Regions from separate parts of the Mus musculus genome. Here region 1 is linked to region 2. The links are chromatin contacts, called in public promoter capture Hi-C maps. All regions are on one chromosome and are shown on one strand. Each heading gives the region's core, a stretch centred on a gene start, on an enhancer-like site or on the middle of the called end of the contact. The rest is flanking DNA. Distances are from core to core; before and after follow the strand shown. Region 1 has its middle 26 kb from the start of Prr5. Region 2 holds the start of Shisal1 (shisa like 1).

Region 1 (3,274 bases), core at 211-2,710, 210 kb after region 2:
GCCACATTTCTCTGGGGCCACTAAGAAAGGCCAGTGTAAGAAAGGGTACAAGGATGGAGGTCCAAAGAAAATCAAGCAAAGCCCAGAAACTCCAGATCTGAGCAAGGCTCATCCCATGTAGGAGACAAAACGAAGGCTTTGGATGAAGAGCTAACCGGGTGTGAAGACACACAGGCTGTCAGGTAGACGGAGGTCTGGGGGTTCCCTTGTGGGGCATCTCCTTCCCCATCCCCGGGTTTTAAGCAGTGCAGTGGCAGAGGGTAAGATGGGGCCTAGAATTCAGAAACAGAGCTGGGAGTCCCGCAGGGTTATGAGTTTTCATGCTCTTAGATTCCAGGAATCCGCTCAGTCGAAAGGTGAAGAATCCAGTGTAGCGACCTCCTCAGCCACACAGCCAGCTCAGCCCTTCTGTGCCAGGGCTGGGGAGGGCTGACTGAGGACATGAGGCTCCGCTCAGAGGAGAGCCCAGGCTAATGAAAGTCTTTATCTGGCTCAACTTGGCTCAGCTAAACCCTGACCATCAAGTAGGCATTATAGGCTCTGCAATAAAATAGATAAAGAAGAGGCGGGGTGTGGGGGTGCTATCTGGAAATCAAAGTCAACCTGAACTACATGTGACCCTATCCCAAGAAATCAAAATAGAGTACCCCCGCCCTCTGGTTTTTCCAAGACAGGGTTTCTCTTGTAACCTTGGCTGTCCTGGACAGGCAGATAGAGTTCAAGGCTAGCCTGGTCTACAGAGTGAGTTCCAGGACAGTCAGGGCTACATAGAAAACCCCTGTCTTGAAAAAGGAAAGAAAGAATTCTAGGGTTATGGATATATAACCATCTAAGCCATCACACAGAATCTATAACTTTGTGAGGATCTCAAGCAACCCAAGATAGCTTTGACTCTGCTCTATAACCAAGAAGGACTTTGAACTCCTGGTCGGTGCTGGGACCCTACCTGGTTTTATGCCATGCTGTGGGTGGAACTTGGGGCTTTGTGTGTGCTAGACGAGTATTCTACCAACGGAGCTACAGCCCCAGCCCCAGAATTAAAAAAAAAAAAAAAAATTTTAAGGACAAATGTCTTCAATAGATGCAAAAACGAATAATCCTCAAACAAATTAAAAAAAAAAAAGGGATACCCCACCAACCGGTAAAGAAATTCCAAGAACGTATAGACTAACGTCACAGTAAATCGGAAGCTTTCTCCAGCAGCCCGGCATAAGACATGGATCTCGGCTCTCCCCATTCCCCCCTTGATCCGGAAGCGCTAAACAGCCTGTATGTTGCTCGCGTAGGAAACCTAGAAGCGTTCTACAGAGCCCTGGCTCTGTGGATAAAGCACCGAACGGACCCGTTGAAAGGTCTGGGATGCTGACGGCAGGCTGGCTGCAGGCTCTCCAAGAAGCCAGCCATCTCAGGCCAACTGCGCCTGTGCTGACTCTACATGGAAACCTGAGAGCAGCCGCGGAAGGACAGATTGCTGGCAGGATGCCAGACCACAGCCTTCGTCACTAATCCCACCCTGGGACACAGGATGTGGATGAGTGGGGGGAGGCGGGGCGGGGCGGGGGATGGGGCAGCTGCCTGCCGGGCTTTCTGAGTGTGCATGGAGGAGGGAGCTTAGACTCTTTATCATCAAGTTCTATGTCTTGGGGTGGGGGAGGAAGAGTTGCCGGCCAGAGCTGTTCCCATGGGGATGAAGGAAAGGTGCCCATCCTGGAACCAGGGTCCTGATCTCCTCATCCTCTCAGGCTCTTCTGTGGGGACCCAGGGTGGACACTCACTGGCAGGGCAGCTGAGGACTGCAGGATGACACTTTCCCAGGAACTGTAAATCTGTGAGCCTGCTGTTGAGGGAGACTTTCCCTCAGCTCTCCCTAGCGGACAGAAGCAACCCAACCCCTATGGTAGCAGTTCCCAGGCTATGGGGGGAGGGGAAGTCGCATTGCAGATATCCTGCATAGCAGATATATTCCATTACGGTTCATAGCAGTAGCAACATTACAGTTATGAAAATTTAAGTTAAGCATCAACAAAGCAATCTTAAGGTTGGGGATGACCACAATGTGAAGAACGAAATAGAAAGGCCACGGCGCTAGGAAGGTTGAGAACCACCGCATGGGCTTCCAACATCACAACCTTGATCATAGCAACTGGCAGAATTAGCGTTTAGGCCTCGCTCACCCTGCTCTTCAGCCCTGCCCTTCAAGCTCTTCCGAGCAACTGGGAGTCCTTCTGCATTCCAACCCCAGCTTCCCAGCTGCAAGGCTTCCCTGTGGGCTTGTTACTCAAGTTAAGGTCTGGGCCCTGGCAGCCCCCCCAACAAGCCAAGCTCAGCAAACTGTCCTCGACAAGCCAATTAAAGACAAGCAACACGCAGAGAGGAGAAAATAGGAAGTTTATTCAACATAGCCATGTTGGGAAGGTGAACGCAGAGGCCCAGGGACTGCTTCCTACTCAAGGCCATCTTCTGTGTCCTAACAAGATATTTAGGCTGACATAAAGGGGAAGAAGTGTGCATAGCCAGGCAGTCCTGGTCCAAGCGGGGCCCCGCCTACCATCATTGTCTGCGTCTAGTCTCTTCTGCAAGGTGGTCTGATAAACTATGAGGACCGTGCAGAATCTCTTCCTAGGATGCAAGCTCCTCCTTGGGTCAGCTCTAGGAGTCAGCTTTGTTCTTTTCCCAGTGTGAAACCCCTGGGAATATCAATATCCCAGAATCGTGGGGTGCATTATCTCCATAGTCTGACAGCCAAGGGGAGGGGCTCATGAGTCTGTTCGGAATAGTTTTTATCCTGACAGATTGTCACAAGCTCAAGGGTAGACGTGGGGGTGCGGGGGGCAATGTGGAAGCCTTCAGAAGTCCTGGGCCTCTGAGGAGTTGCTCGAAATATGACATTTGGCTTGTGTTAGAAGGGAAAAGCTTCCTGGTATGAGCTCATCTGGGTGCAGTTCCTTCAGCTGCACCCCAAGATGGAGCCATGTTGCTCAAAATTCCTCACTGGAGGAAATATATGAATAATATCTATCTCTCCCTCCTCACAAGCTCCCAATGACAATTCATGGGTGTATGAAGCACAGGGGACCCCAGCCCATCCCCACTGAGCAGTCTACACTCAACATGGATGATAGCCACTCTGTGTCTGTGAGGAGGGAACATTTTCCCCTTGCATGGGGTTTGGGGTTTTGTTTGTCAACTTGACATACCCTAGAGTTATTCTGCATGAGGGAGACACAATTAAGAAAATGCCTCCATCAAATCTGGCCTGGAGACAAGTCTGTTG
Region 2 (3,334 bases), core at 639-3,138:
CCCCACCCACCCTGGCTGGCCAGCAGTGGTGGCTCCTGTCTGTAATCCCAGCCCTTTTGAGGCTGAAGCAGGAGGATCACAGTGAATTTAAAGCTCTTCTGAGCTACATCATGAGTTCTAGGCCATCCTGTCTTACAATGTGAAATCATTGTTTCAATAAAACAAAACAAAACAAAAACTAAACTAAAACAAATTTTAAAAAGGAAATCCTGATCTGATGCTTTTGGCTTAGCTTGAGCCTAGAGGCTCCGGGGCTGCTGGGTAACAAAACTTTCTAGCCAGCCCTGTTCCAGATTCCACCTCTACCAGGATGGGCCCAGGAGGAAAGAAAAGATCTTTTTAGGGAGGTCTTAGCATTAGGGGAAAACCTAGGCTCTGGGCAGCCCTGACCAGCCTGAGTTGATACCAGGGACCAAAGTCTGGTTTCAGAGTCTGGTTCCAAAGGACATTTCCAATTAGCCCCTTCAGCGGTCAGGGGTAGACAATCTCAAAGGTTCCCAGGCACCTTTGGGCGGTTGGGATCAAGCAAGAGAACAAAGGGATGGAAAGGGGGGTGGGGGGAAGTTCTGGGTTGGCTGGCTCTGGGAGGAGCCCAACGTGAAGTCACAGTCTCAGAGTGTCAGTGGCCAAGGCATCTTAGAAAGCATCCTGAGACTCGGGTCCAGAGGCCCGCCTGGGGTCACACAGCCCATAGCAACTTGATCGGGCTTGGCTTCTCGCTTCGCCCTGGGTTACAGCAGCCTCTGCTGATGGGAACCAACCCCCTTCTATCTTAGAGGTGAGGAGACCGGTTCAGAGGAGTTGAGAGCCCTGCTCAAGGTCACACAGCCTCAAGAGAGGTCCCTCTAGTTTCCCACGCAAAGCACTTTTCTCTTCCTATGCCAGGCTGGGGTTCCCTGGCAGGAGCACCCACTAAATCCAGGGCACCAGAAAACAGAAAAGTCGTGTGTGTGTGTGTGGGGGGGGGGGGGTTAAGGATGCTTAAATGTAAATACTCTCGGGACAAATTATGTAAGTCCGGTTCCCGGTCCCTCCATGGCCCCAGGGGTACAACTGGGGCAGTAAATACCCACTTCAGCACCTACCCGGGGACCCTAGCCTGGGGGACCCCGTCAAGAATCAGACTCTGCTTGGCCCATCAGGCAGTCGGCGCTGCTCCTTCCAAGGAGAACAGTTGGAGGCGCCAGGATGCGCTGCCCCCCTTTCGTCTTTTCCCCCTCTGGCTGGATAAGAAATACTAATACTAATAATGATAATAATAATTAGAATAAATAGAACCCTAAGACGCTGGGGTCTCGTTGCTATGACAACAGTAGGCACTAATGAGCTTTTCGGAGGCCGCTGCCGGGCCACCCAGCCCCGGGCGCGGGATTACTATGGATCGGGCCCTGGGAGGCGGCGGCAGCGGAGCCTCGGGGTTCCCGATGTCGCCGAACAGGAACCCAGGGCATCCAAGCGTCTCCCAGCGCGGCTCCAGAGCCCTGCCCCACGCGCACTGGCTCCCCAGCCGTCCGCGCTCCGCAGCGACTCCCAGCCTGGTCCCGCTGCTGTCCCCCGCTGTCGCCCGGTCCTGGCGACCACCACCTCGCCCCGTTCCGGCTCCCCCGACGCCGTCCTGCCCGCGATCCTCAGCACTGCGTGGACCCAGCAGCCCCGCAGCCCCGCGCCCCGCTCACCTCGTGCCCGCGCCGGTCGCTCCTCGCTATGTAGCCCGGAGCCGGCGCCCGCGGGAGCCGCCTGCAGGGGCGCGGGGCTGCCCACGCGCGCCGCCGCAACAGTTGTCCGCCAGGCTGCGGGCGCGTGGGGCTCCGGGGCTCCGGCCGCGCTCCGCCCGCTGCGCCCCACGCGCGTCCCGCGCCGCGTTCAGCTCGGCCGCCGCGCCCTCTGCTGCCCCGCGCCGGTTCGGCCTGCGCTTCTCTCTCTCTCTTCTCTCTCTCTTCTCTCTCTCTCTCTCTCTCTCTCTCTCTCTCTCTCTCTCTCTCTCTCTCCCTTCCCCCCTCCCCGCGCGTCCCAGTCGCTTCTCTTCTCCACCTTGCTTTTGCTCCGCCTTTGTTTTTTCTCCATCTCTTTCTCTCCTGCCTTTCTCCTCACCCTCCGTTTTCTTTCCTCTCATCCTTCACTTTCTTCTTGGCTTTTTACTTTTCTCTTCCCCACTCCGTCTCCCCCACCTCCTTTTCCAGTTTTTTTCTTCTCCCTTCCCTCCTCGCGCCCCCCCCACCCCCACCCCCACCCCCCCCCCCGCTTCCCAACCTCCACCAGAGGGTTCTCCTCAATCTCCCCCATCTCCTTTCCACCTGCTCCCCAGCTTGGTACCTGCTCCGAAGGACGCCAGGCACCAGCAACTGCCTGCAGGGATGCAGCCTCTCCTTACGGGTGGACAGATCCCTGCCCCGTGCAGCCCGCGACACTCTGCCCCACCCACCCTGTGCATCTCCCCAGCTCTGGCTGGGAGATCTATTCTGCTAGCCACCCCTGAGGCAGGCAGTCAAGGGCAGGGACAGACTTGGTTTGCGTTTTCCCAGCCTGCTAGACCTGGGTTTAAACCTTCACCCCATGTCTCATTCTCCCCATCACACCCCTAGTTCTGACTTCACCCCCATTTCATGGCTGACCTGCGGGTACCTGACTCCATCCTCACACTTGTGGGTCTACATTTCCCCATTGCTTGGACAACCTCGGAAAGTCCTGTGGGAGCATGTGGCAACCCAGCATTCCTCCCAGGGGACAGTCAGGATGGAGCTTCTTCACTGAATAGAGAATACCCTTGAGTATCCGGAAAAGCAGACCCCTCCCCCAAGAGCCACCCCTCCAGGCCCAACTGCTGCCACCCACATTTTGGGGTCACCTTTGACTTCTGAGACCTCAATGGAACCTCAAGGAAAAGGGAGCCGAGCACTCGATACTCTGAACTTAACTTCTTGCCATGGCACTGAGTGGTTCCTTTGGACTCTGCTGACAGACAACCAGGCTCAGAGATGTTGAGAAAGCACCTCAGGGGCATACAGCTGACAAGAGGCAGAGTCAAAGCTCACACTGAAGCCCAAGCATCTCTGTCTCCTCCACAGGTGCCTCGTTGACACGGAGGGATTCTGCCAGAACAGACTTCTTCCTCTTTCACTGCAGGCTCTTGAACCCCATGGGATGCTGGAACCTGCCTGGCTCTTTGCTGCTTTCGAGGGTAAGGGGCTCAGGGAGGCACCAGCTGGGGAGAACCAGTGTTTTCTCTCACCCAAGCCTGTGCAGGTAAGGGGTTCTGGTTCCCACATCACAGCATCCAGGCTCTGGTTCCCTTCATGGACATAGCCTGGGCTAACCTACTGGGCCCACCTGAGAC

What was found. Promoter capture Hi-C pulls out the DNA fragments that hold promoters and counts their contacts.
Region 1: a contact with region 2 is called in a promoter capture Hi-C map of hippocampal neurons, with 2.8 times the contacts expected there. The contact joins the enhancer-like site here to the promoter of Shisal1 in region 2. A contact is called at or near these places in 3 of 39 promoter capture datasets (embryonic stem cells, hippocampal neurons and stem cell-derived epiblast-like cells), 2 of 115 datasets of contacts at active chromatin or transcription factors (both in embryonic stem cells) and 3 of 9 other capture datasets (embryonic stem cells, liver and pancreatic islet).

What each region holds. Positions count from the first base shown.
Region 1 is chr15:84,652,926-84,656,199 of GRCm38.p6, forward strand. No RefSeq gene overlaps it. Among named protein-coding and RNA genes, the nearest start is that of Prr5, 26 kb to the right of the region's middle. Within about 2 kb of position 1,461, at least 223 of the 459 cell types and tissues checked have an H3K27ac peak or open chromatin away from gene starts, as enhancers often do. A contact at or near this core is called in embryonic stem cells, hippocampal neurons and stem cell-derived epiblast-like cells, where this site is marked.
Region 2 is chr15:84,444,686-84,448,019 of GRCm38.p6, forward strand. It overlaps Shisal1 (shisa like 1), which reads right to left and starts at 1,889. Exons shown (of 5, transcript NM_001374162.1): 1 at 1,677-1,889. Gm33830 (a long non-coding RNA gene) reads left to right here and starts at 590. Exons shown (of 3, transcript XR_384293.3): 1 at 590-778; 2 at 3,066-3,178.